2 separate regions of the Hordeum vulgare genome follow, and region 1 is linked to region 2. A link is a contact called in public Hi-C data. All regions are on one chromosome and are shown on one strand. The core of a region is the stretch at or near the end of the contact, and the rest is flanking DNA. Distances in the headings are between cores, read along the strand shown.

The links. A called contact is a pair of places that touch in the nucleus more often than the background predicts.
Region 1: a contact with region 2 is called in a Hi-C map of seedling, with 4 times the contacts expected there. The contact joins the promoter of LOC123444715 here to the promoter of LOC123444713 in region 2. A contact is called at or near these places in 2 of 6 Hi-C or Micro-C datasets (leaf and seedling) and 1 of 1 datasets of contacts at active chromatin or transcription factors (embryo).

The regions. Positions count from the first base shown.
Region 1 is chr3H:528,270,367-528,275,969 of MorexV3_pseudomolecules_assembly, reverse strand. It overlaps LOC123444715 (ubiquitin-conjugating enzyme E2-17 kDa-like), which reads right to left and starts at 1,397. Exons shown (of 5, transcript XM_045121531.1): 1 at 1,284-1,397; 2 at 228-306. The coding sequence starts at 297.
Region 2 is chr3H:527,972,959-527,979,111 of MorexV3_pseudomolecules_assembly, reverse strand. It overlaps LOC123444713, which reads right to left and starts at 3,133. Exons shown (of 5, transcript XM_045121528.1): 1 at 2,848-3,133; 2 at 2,640-2,744; 3 at 1,659-1,779. The coding sequence starts at 2,686.

The sequences.
Region 1 (5,603 bases), core at 148-2,647, 300 kb before region 2:
CAATCTCTTTGGGCAAGAACAGTGAATGAAACTGTGTGTTATAGTTCAATTTCCTGGATAAGTGACTGAGCAAAATGAAAAGTATATTAGGAAATAATCCAATTTATCAATGGGCCGACGCCATAAAAACTTCCGGTGATAGTTCACATGACCATAGCATATCAACGCTGCTAAGATACACACAACATGGATATTAGTCATCAGTGAATTATATATCTGGCTCGTACCTGCACTGCATGATGTCGGAGGATCTTTCTGCAAGTCCTTGAGTTCCTTCAGGATACGTTTTGAAGCCATGATAAGCTCCTGCTTTGAGTTACATTTGCATGTTTATGAGACTCAAGAATAAGTTACTAACTCTAGAGTTTAAACATATTTTCGTTCACCACATACTGCAATAAGTTGGCAGCATAAGAATAATAAAAAGCAAAAGATACAACAATACGGGTTTATTGCTTCAAAGTATTTAGCCTGGCGCTGAAGTAACTTCACTACTTACTCGTATATATTTGTCCAAAGTAATCTAGAACACGAAGCTTCGATTAAGTAATGATTCGTTAACCTTAACATATTTGTTCCATCACACCAACACAACCAAGTTATCTTAAAGGTGGCAAAATCAAACAAACTGGTGCAAGACTCATACTGGGATAAATAAATAAAAATTAATGCGGTTATCAAATTAACATTAACAGATAACGATCTGTAGAAATCATCTGGCTGCTAAGCTACATTAACAAGCAAGGCATATCCCACCAGATCAATCCCACAGGTTCACAAATCCATCCGACCATACAACAGATCACTGACAAGCAACGACGCCTTCCACGCGCAGAAAAAAAAAAAACAAGTCGCACTTTTTTTGAATCGATCGAGACTTACAAATTCCCAGTCGATTGAGACCTAGCAAAAACCGTTTAGCCTACACGACAAGAGGAACAACAAAACACGACGATTGGTTCTAACGAATCACGTCACGCAACAGATCGACGATGACGACCCAGCGGGTTGAGCGAACACGCATCGAATCGACGGGCCGGTGGGCGAATCGCCACCGGCGCGCAACAAATCTAACGCGCAGCACAGGCCCTGCCGCAGGCGGCGCGGCGACGCCGGGCGCCGGGCCACGGATCTACCACAAAACAAAAGATAAATCCAGACACGGCCAACGGAATCGGGGGATAAATTACGCGAAGGCCGGGACGGGGGCGGATCGGGATCGGGACACGGAGCTACTTGCGCCGATCTGACGGAATCGAAGGAGGAGGCGGAGGGAGGGGTACCTTTTCTTCGCAGCGGCCACGAGAGGTCGGGGATGGAGAGAGAGGCCCTCGCTCCTTTTCCGCTCGGGGTGTGTTTTGCTCCCTCTGTTTTGTTGGCACCCGAACCCGATACAGGGCGTTATATTTTCCTTGCTGAAATAATTACGGCAAGGAAATCTAGCAGCGGACGAGGCGTCGGAATACGGTTCTCTGGTGTGAAGGCGATGTCGACACAGTGATGAGTGCCCAACGGGGAATTTCGGCGGTCCAAGTTAGGCGTGTTGAACGGGTCCAAATTATTCAACTATGGAACCTTACTACCGGTGCATATAAACCATTCAAAAGATGGGGATGCGGTTTTTCTTTTCTTTTTCTCTTTAAGATATACTAGCAAAAGGGCCCGTGCGTTGCAACGGGAGAAAAAAATACCACACACTTTTAATCTTTTTATAATCATTTTCATTTATTAAAATAATAAGTTAACTAACTAATGTAGTCAGTCCTATCCTATTTTGTTGAGAAATCAACCCATCCATTGTTAATTCCACCATGATGAGAAATTGAGCGGGACAAGCAAAGCAAAACAAAGCGGCTACGTGAATTGATCAACGGATTGCTATCTTATTTCACTCATGGGATAGAGAATGTGGGATCAGATGACAAACTGAAGGTGGTGTTCCATTCTCTGTCTGTACAACAATACAATCTTACATTCAATACATTCATTCATCAGCAAACAAATCCCCACAAAATAAAATTTCTTGCCGGTGCTTGGCACACTGTTGGAGGCATGAGGAGGGGATCTCACCAGATGATGAGTTCCTGCCGGAGGAGGGGATACGATGAGGGGAGCAAGGGTTAGGCGCCTCTATCTGGCCATAAGGAGTCGCCGTTGCCGCGCCATAACCTCGGAGTTCCCCGTGTGAGCCATGGAGGCCCGCCTCCACCTGCAAGTACTTCCCTCCGTCGTTCTGCATCGAGCAGACGCATCATCCCCAGTCACTGTAGATGTCGCGTTGATTTGATCCAGAAGCTGTGCTCGAGCGTCGAAACGGGGGTAGCAAGCGGGCAGAGGTACGGCCTTGGAGGCGGGTGGGTTGAGATCGACAACAGTGGTGGTTGAGGTCGGCCGCGGCAGCGAGTGGTGTGGCAGCGGCCTGGGCACACGTCAGGGTGGACCAGGGTCGACGCGATGCGCTCGAGCGCCGCAACGGGGGCAGTGAGCGGGGAGAGGTACGGCCGCGGAGGCGGGTGGGTTGAGATCGGCAGCGGTGGCAGTTGAGGTCGGCCGCGGCGGCGAGTGGTGTGGCGGCGGCCTGGGCACAGTCCGGGGTGGCCCAGGGTCAACGGGAGGAGGCGATGCGTACGGGTATAATTTTTGCAGCGAATCGTTTTTCCTTTTGCGTTGCAGATAAATGATGGAGCGCGGGTTGAATAACAAAAATTACAACGGGAGAAAGAAATACCACACGGCACACGCTCTTAATTTATAAAAAATGTCTATAATTTAAGAATTTATAGTTACGATACAAATAAAGATGGTCTTATCCTACAAAAATGCAGTTCAAAATTTCACAGGTCTTCTATTTTAACACGGCTTGCATGTAGATTTAATACGTACAAAGAATTAGTCAAGTGACCTTCAGTTTCATCTCTAATCCTGATTTTGTTGACGTGCTCATTCCTAACCCGGATGAGTACCGGTATGAAAGAAAGACGAATAATGACTTATTTATTAAGATTGCACCCTAGATAGTATTTTTATTAAACGTTTAACAGATAAAATAATATCATATTTAAATTCTACATATTTTTCTAATCAAATTCCATGTATAATATGTTAAATTTGGAGTTACGGTTTAAAAGATATGAGTATTTTAAAAAATATTTAATATATACTACGAGTTTAATGTCATAAACAGTAAGGACATTTTTGTAAAATCAGCTCGGTGGGTTTTCCGACGAAAGCGATAGCCTCTTTATTATTAGGTAAAGATATAAACCATTCAAAAAAGCTAAGACAACTAAAGTTTCAGTACAACAGAAAGAACTTCACGCCAAAGCTGTTGATTACCAAAGACAGCCTCATCAAGTTGCTGACTGTACCCCTTTTAATAGCGATCAACATAATAGTAGTATCAATTCTGAAATGAGCTACATCGGCAAAAGAAGAACAAAAAGAAAAAAAAATCATCCTTCCATCCTTTTGCATGATGTTGTAACTCCAGCAGACGTGGGGCGTTGTCGCTCCAGCAGACGCTGCAAAATGCAGGCGCGCTATATTTACAACGCCGCGCTTAACCCAAACAATATTTCTCACCAAAATAAAATAAATTAATAATAAATAGTCCAACTATTATTGCAACTCAAATAAATAGTTTATTTTCAGTACAACAAATAGTTCAACAATATTACATGAGACATACAACATCAAATTAATTTAACGGTCATGCCATGCCCACCTCTTCATGATTAGATCCTTCTGAAGATCATCATGCGTTTCGACACGTTGAATGACATTGATAGAAGGCAATAAATCGTGTTTATCCTCGCAGCCGTCCTTCGCACTCGCACGGGATTTCACAATAACTCATACTGAGAATAGCTTAAATCATGCCCACGCTCATTCTCGATGATCATGTTATGCATTATAACGCAAGCGTTCATGATGTACCGACAGATATCTTGATCCCAAAATCTAGCCGGTCCTCTCACAATAGCAAATTAGGCTTGCAAAATTCCAAAAGCTCTCTCCACATCTTTTCTAGCCGCCGAATGAGCATTATGGAAATCAAGATTTTTCTTACCTTGCGGTGTCGTCATCGGCTTCACAAATGTTTGTCACCTGGGGTAGATGTTATCCGTAAGATAGTAGACATAGTTGTTGTTGAGTAAATAGGCAATTTTCCGAGTAGATTAATTCATGAAATAATTACTAACATGGCATTGACTAGATTCATGACATACTGATCACACAGCATAGTAGCAAGTACTACGCATATAGGATAAACATCTACGCATATAGCTAGTACTGCTAGGGCAGAAGTAAACAGGAGCGGGATAAACAGGTTATCCCTCCGATTGGCCACTTGGTCGTAACAGCAGCGTTGGCGGCGGCAGCATCCTCTGCCTTCTTCTTCTCGGCTTCGGCCTTCTCGAGGAGGAGACAGTTGGCTTCGCTTGGTTCAGCCATGGCGATGATGAGGACGACGCGGACATAGACGAAGCAGACGAACGGAGGCGAGTAGCCGCGTGATCACTCCCCAAAAACCTAATCGCCCCTCTCCCATACAAGAACCAGAGAGGCGGGGTTTCGGAGGCCTGCTCTCCCGTCGACCGTGTACGCGGTGAACGGGACGGAGTCGCCGGCGGCAGCAGCAGCAAAGGAACGAGCGCGTGAGGCAGAGGTGATCTGATCTCGTGACGGCTAAAAATAAGCGCGTAGGTATGAGCTCGACTCGGCTCATTCCCGCAAACCGCGTCGTGGCGTGGCGGGCGGCGGAGGAGTAATGCGCGAGGGCCTCTTCTCTTCTCACTCTCCAATAGAATGTAGAAGAGAGACCCTTATAAAGGAGTCCAACTTCTTCTCCACTCGCGGGGTGGGACTAAACTTCCCACCACCACCTTGTCATGCCACCACCTACATGGGCCCTTGGAGATTTCCGAAATTCTCTTATGGGTCTAAAGCCCACCAATAATTTCCAACAATCCCCCACCAGATCTCAAGGGCACATCATGTTCCCTCGTTCCAACCACTGTTTTAATATACCGGCATTTCAGTGAAGACCTGTTAAGGTTGAGCTTCACCTAGAACAAGTAGCTACACCCCTTTACAACTGAACAATAGACTATGCCTTGAATTGTCAGTTTGGCGTAAAGAAGCTTCACCACAAGTCTTACTAGTACTAGGCTACTGAAGGCTGACCCCTCGGGTGGAGCATATAAGTCGCACTCCTGGCCTATTCATGAGTTTACTAGAGATCACCCCAATCTCATAGACTGTGACCAACAGTGAGGGTCATATAGGTGTGTTCCTCCAAAGATCGCTCTGTAGGACAACATCTTGCTTACACATAAGCTTTAGAACACATTAAGATAGTAGTCATCCTAGCATACATTATCCAAGAGCATTGCATCTCCAACGGAGTGGGTTGGTAAAGTTACTCTCCTCGGTTCACCACTGGCTTGTTTTCCCAGGTCCTACTTCACGGGATCTCCGATCATATAGGTTGGGTTACTGCCATGGCAACTCATGTGGGTCTCATACCCATCTCCCTCGATGTACTATCTATCACAACACGTGATAGCCGTTTAGTAAAGGGATCTGCCAGATTCTTAGCC
Region 2 (6,153 bases), core at 1,884-4,383:
ATAGTGCAATACAATTATACCAAGTATGTGAATTGCCCCATTCCAAATTACATTGGACACAGTTGCTTTCACTGGACAATAGTTGCCGCAGATTGTAGAGAAAAGAAAGGTTTAGCATATGAACATGAGTGCACATGTGTAAGATTGCAAAACATTTCAGAATTACTTAGCAGAATTCCAATGGTATAGATAATCAATCAAACGCCTTCTGTTGATCTTCAAAGCATAGCCTAAATAAAAGAACAAGCAATTTGCCTATAATAAATTAACATTATTCCTTTTCACTTCCATAGAGTTCGTTGCAACTTTACCAAGATATTATGGTCCATAAAAGTGGAATTTATACCTACGAAGCCTGAAATTTAGATGTATTACAATTACAATATCCTGTGAATTTCCCAGGATGTATAAAACATTTCTTTCACCTTTATCTGGCTTTGTAAGATCAGCAATCAGTTTTTTTTTGTGAAAAAACACAAAAGCTTTGTGTGCCAATGCACTAATTAGAAAGGGGGCTAGCGCTTGTTACAGCCATTACACCAAAAAGGACTACAACACGGCATGGCCAGCCAAAATAATCTCCCTGAGGCCTGACGCCCCAGCTTCTGCCCATGCAGTAGCTTGTGAACATGCAGTGCACATCACAGGGAAGACCTGCACATTGTAGTTCCTCTAGATCTACCAGATAGTGAACTGGATGAGGAATGCCCTTGCGCAACGCTGCCGGGATGGCATGGATGGCCAAAATCAGTGAAGCTAGCCGCTGACTGTGGAGGCTGGGTGGAAGATCAGACCCACACAAGTCGTCAGCCAAAAGGCCATTGAGAGACCGTGCATTTTTACTACAGTGAGATTGCAGGTCGGAAGTAACAGGCCTGAACAACTATTCAAGCTATATAGAATCCTTCAAACACGATTTTACATTGTTGTCCACGGTATCATACTAAATAAAAGAACTTAGCAAAATCCCTTGGGCTTGTAGCCTCATGCAAACCCCTTTTGAATTATGCCCAGTGAAGAAAAACTACAGAGGAAAGCTAAGACCTTAGCAACAATAGGCAGCAGTGAATACCCACAGATGATATGGTGCATTCCGTAGGCAGGGTTTGAATGACTCCAGTGATTTACTTCGGCTATTAATTACTTTAGATCAGTTAAGTACGGTACGTTGTTCACAACAACCTCTTCAATTCAGGCATGCAGTATCTAAAGTTCTAAACACACACCAATGCCGTGTGCGTACGTGTGTGACTGTAGTTTTGCACAAACTAGTCTTTGAGTCTTGAACCTATTGAGGTTTGAACTCTGGACCCAGTGCATTCCTAGTTCTACATGTACGACCAGTAACATGTGTATAGAGGGACCTTGACAGGCATGTAACAGGTCAATAAAGCAAGATATACTTCCTTTAAACTACTCCCTCTGTAAAGAAATATAAGATCCTTTAGATTACTACTTCATACTCCCTCCGTCCCAAAAATAAGTGTCTTAAGCTTAGTACAATTTTGTACTAGAGCTAGTATAAAGTTGAGACACTTATTTTGGGACGGAGGGAGTAGTTATCTAAACGCTCTTATATTTCTTTACAGAGGGAGTACAATTAATAATGAAAGCTGAACTACCAGAATGCAAACATATCTGAAGAAAATAGTACCAACCCTTGATGCTCTGGCGGTTGAGGACGATCTAGTGACAGTCCGTTTAGGCACATTTGATGGTGGGGCTTTCTCAGCAACCTCCGGTGCAGGAGCACGGGGTGTTCCCGGGGGAGTAAGAAGCCTGAGGAACGCATTCACATGTTATGTAAATCGTAAAAGTTTTATCAATAGAAAGCCGAAGCACAAAACACTTGAGCATGAGAAGCATATATCTCATCCAGCAGCAAAATACCACATATTTTGGCAAGCACTACTCAATATAATTATCTGTAAATGACATCCAAACCAACTTTATCTTACATCTAATATAAGATGTGGTAGTACGGTTTTTACAGGTCACTATATAATTGCAACTGAAACACTGCAGTAATTATACACAAAATGACGAACTCAACCAAACTAAGATTGAAAATTTATCAGCCATATTTATGGTTCGCCAGTTGCTGCGGGGCCAACCTAGAGTTATTCCTAAATGGTTTTGACAGTCCAATAACTCTCTGTGACAGTGCAATTAGAGTATTGCAGTATACTACTGGTACGATTTAGGACATCCTAAAGTTGGCAATGCTATCGGTCTACCTAATTGCTGTGGCATTTATCTATTTTGCTCCGAGATAATAAAGTGACATAGAGTATGTTATGTCCCATGCGTTTGCTCTGCTAAGAAGGAGCCCCACCGACCAACCATCCATCCATCCGGTTGCAACAAATCCTAACTAAACCAAACAGCTTCAGTTATTCGCTACGAGGAAACCTTAACCCAGAAACAATAGCACCAGCCACAACCGACATCCGACAACACCCTGCCATGTGTGTGGGACACTACCGCAGATTCAAAAGACAGCATTGCATCCATAACACTAAGCTTGGACCGAGGGCTCGCCGTCCGATTGCAAAGGGGAAAAAAACACGAAACCGCACGCATGTTGAGCGAATCAGATCACCGCCAAAACGGGAGCAATGATTGGTCTAGTGCATCACCAGTCGTAGTCGTGCTTGCCGATCTCCGTGCCCAGCAGCTCCTCCATCGCCGAATCCCCGCCTCAGGCTCCAAAAATCCCCTCACCGGACGGACACCAGCAGCAACTGCAGGCCGAGAGGGCGGCCCAAAACAAAAAAAATTATCACCTGTGCACTCAAACGCGTGCCAGCGAAGGCCGAACCCGATATCAAAGCCGCGGCTGCTTACGCTGTCTCCGGCGATCCGGCGGGGCGGCCGGGGATCGCTCCGCCGCACGGGATCCGGATCCCGCCTCCACTCACGCCGACGGCGACGGTCCGGTGGAGCCCCCTGCCACGGCGTCCTCCTGGATTGGCCTTCGCTTGCGGCGATGGCCGATGAGGCGTGCGCGCGAGGTCGCGGCCGGGACGGGGGAGGGGAGGGGAGGGGGGGAGGAAGAAGCGAGAGAGACGGGCTCGTGCGTGCGTGCGTGTGCTGTGCTCGTCGCAGTTGTTGTTAAACTTTTTTTCCTCCTCCCCGCTTCCGTCTGCGCTGCTTTGATTTGGCTTTCCCGTTTTTCGAATCGCTGGGCGGGTAAATGCCGTGGGGCCCGGCCGTCACGGGATACACTACGCGTGGGACCAGGGGCGTGCGGGGCCGGCTGTCAGTGGGGGAGCTGGGTGCGGGTGGGGTAGAGGGGGTAAAAAAGCGGGCGGTGAATATGGAAAAGTCGGCGGCGGGTTTTGCTGGGATAGAGGCGACGTGTCGGGGTTATGGGGTCGCACGACGGGATCTCCTTGTCTCCGGGCCCATCTGTCAGTCGGTTGCCGATGGCGATGGGTAATGGGGGTCCTCGTGCCGTGGGACGGTGAGAGAGGGTCTGGTCAAAATTGGAGCGTTGATTGTTGACTTTTTCCTTTTTCTTTTATCAGGTGTCTCCTGAATTTTGAATACTACTCCTTCTATAAACTAACATAAAAACGTTTAGATTATTAAACTAGTGTCTTAAATGTTTTTATATTAGTTTACGGAGGGAGTATGAGATAGCTCACCATGTTTACTGTGTGGTCAAATATGTACTCCTGAACTGCTACTCCTACTGATATGAACTCCATAACTTTTTTTTATGTGCAGCGGTATTTCACTTCCTGAACAGCGAATTTGGCCAGCGGTCATCGTAGCAGTTTGGCTAATGAAAGTCAAATATGAGCCTCAGCTCCACATGTTGTGCTAGCTGATTAGCCAGGTCATGCCACGCCTTTGGTCAACGACAGCACAGTGTAGTTTAGTTTGGTTATTAAGTTAGATCGAATAATGATAAACTGTCAAATTAACAAGAAGGTTTGAGGCCATGAGGGGTCGAGGTCAACGCAGGCCTGCTCGCTGCTTGAGGATCGTCGATCGTCGACTGGTGACACACACATCTTTTCCAGTACGTTCGATACAATCTGCTCTGATCGTTTTGGAAGAGGTGCCGCACTGCGCACCTGCAAATGCAGAACATTGCTCCTACTTCATGAACGACTCGTGTCGTGTGTATCAGCCCGCTGCGTGTCGTGTCGTGTCGTGTCAAGTGGAGTAATTTATGCAGCGTCGACGTCACTTAATGAACGGGAGAAGCTTCCATTTACTAGGATCAGCGGCCTCTCGTGAAAGCACGAACACTGGGGAAATAAGTTTTTCCCCTAGGACCACTTTGTTTGCAATTTTATCTTGGGCAACACTACCGAGCGGCGCCCCACCCGCGTCTTGCTCTATTATTAGGTTACTTCAAAAAAGCATTGGTATTAGGTCAAATCTCTCTCTCTTCATCATGCATGCATACATGCATGCAATGATGTCATTAAAATTCTCTTTGATGTTTGAAATTTTAAAAAATATATTTACAAAATCGTTAATTCAATCGATGATCCGCTTTCATCATTGACTTTTTTGCGGTGATTTTTTCGAAACTAGATCCCATGTCGACATATTTCGTCAACTTTTTTTTTGTTCATACTTGCCACATTTTTTGACTCACTTGCTATATTATTAACCACATACTTGCCTGAGAAAAATAACTTAATTGACATTTTCTAATGTTGTTCCGTACAAAGCCTTGTAGCAGTTTTCATTATACATCATATAAAAGCATGTCATAGGTTGTGATTGCCATTTTAAATATGTCAACTTGTCATACTTACATACTTTGCAAGAAAACTATTTTGTGTGCTTGTTAGTTTAACTATAACGAGTTGTCATATTTACAAATAATGACCAAAAGAGACTTTTTGTGGTCACCGAATTTAAATATGTTGAGTTGTCATATTTTTACGCGTAATCGCCTAAAAAAGTTGTTTGCGCTTACGAGTTTGATTATGTCGAGATGTCATATTTATACGCAGTTTCTAAAAATATGATGATTAAGTTATTTTTATCAAACAAGTAAGTACTTAATAATATGTCAAGTAAGTGCAACAAATGTGGTAAGTACGAGGAAAAAACAAGTTGTCAAAACATGTCAAAATGGGATATAATTTTGAAGATTTCGTCGAAACAAAGTTAACGGCAAAAACAGATCATGGATCGAAATAACGGTTTAAAAGATAAAAGTTTTTTAATTCCGGTCATTTAGATAGAACCTGATGACATCATTGCATGCATGTATGACAAAGAGGGAGGGGTTTGATCGTACTATAGCACTGTGTTGTCTCATGAGATAGGAAAAAATTACACCACCTAATCACGCGCCAAGAAATCACGTGTGGCTATAAAAAAAAACAAAATCAGACGTGGTGGAGAGCCGCCACATCGGAATGCATTGATGCGCATGCTACAGATTAGATTTTTTTTTCTTTTATCTTTCAGCTTTGTTCTATCCTCTTTTTTTCTGTAATGATTTATTTTCTTTTACATTGCGCTACTTTATTTGTTTTCACTCACTTTGTACGTGTGGACCATCTTTTTTCCCATTGAAAATAAAGTATTGCTCTTTGTTTTTAAATATAAGTCTTTTTAAAATTTTCAATACGGATTACGTACGAAGAAAAAATGAACCTACACTGTAAAATACGTTTACATACATTCTTATATAATCCATAGTAAATTTATTTTTAAAGACCTATGTTTAGGAATGAAGAAAGTACATCTTACTGTTAAAAGTATGGAAAGATCAGGGAAAAGGTTTTGTGAATATTCTTCTTATTCTTGAAGCCGTGGGGACTCCAGACGGCTGGAGTTGTCCAAAAGCTTCCAATATTATGGATTGGCCTCAAAAATGTTTGTAAAGGTAGGAGGCCTTTTAAAGATCTATTCGTAATGGACATGGCTCAAGGAGAAGAAAGCCACGTCTTTGTCGAAATCACTAATTGAGGAATACATTTTTTAAAGATCACTTCTACCTTTCTAGAGTGTGACAAATGACGCACTACATGTATGACACTTATCGCAACCTTGGAGTTTTTTCGTTTTTCGTAGATTTGTATTTTCAAAATGTTTTATCTTCTAAACCGTGCGTCCAAATATTGAACCGCTTTCATTGTTGGGTTTTTCGCATCGAGATCTCGCGATAGAAAA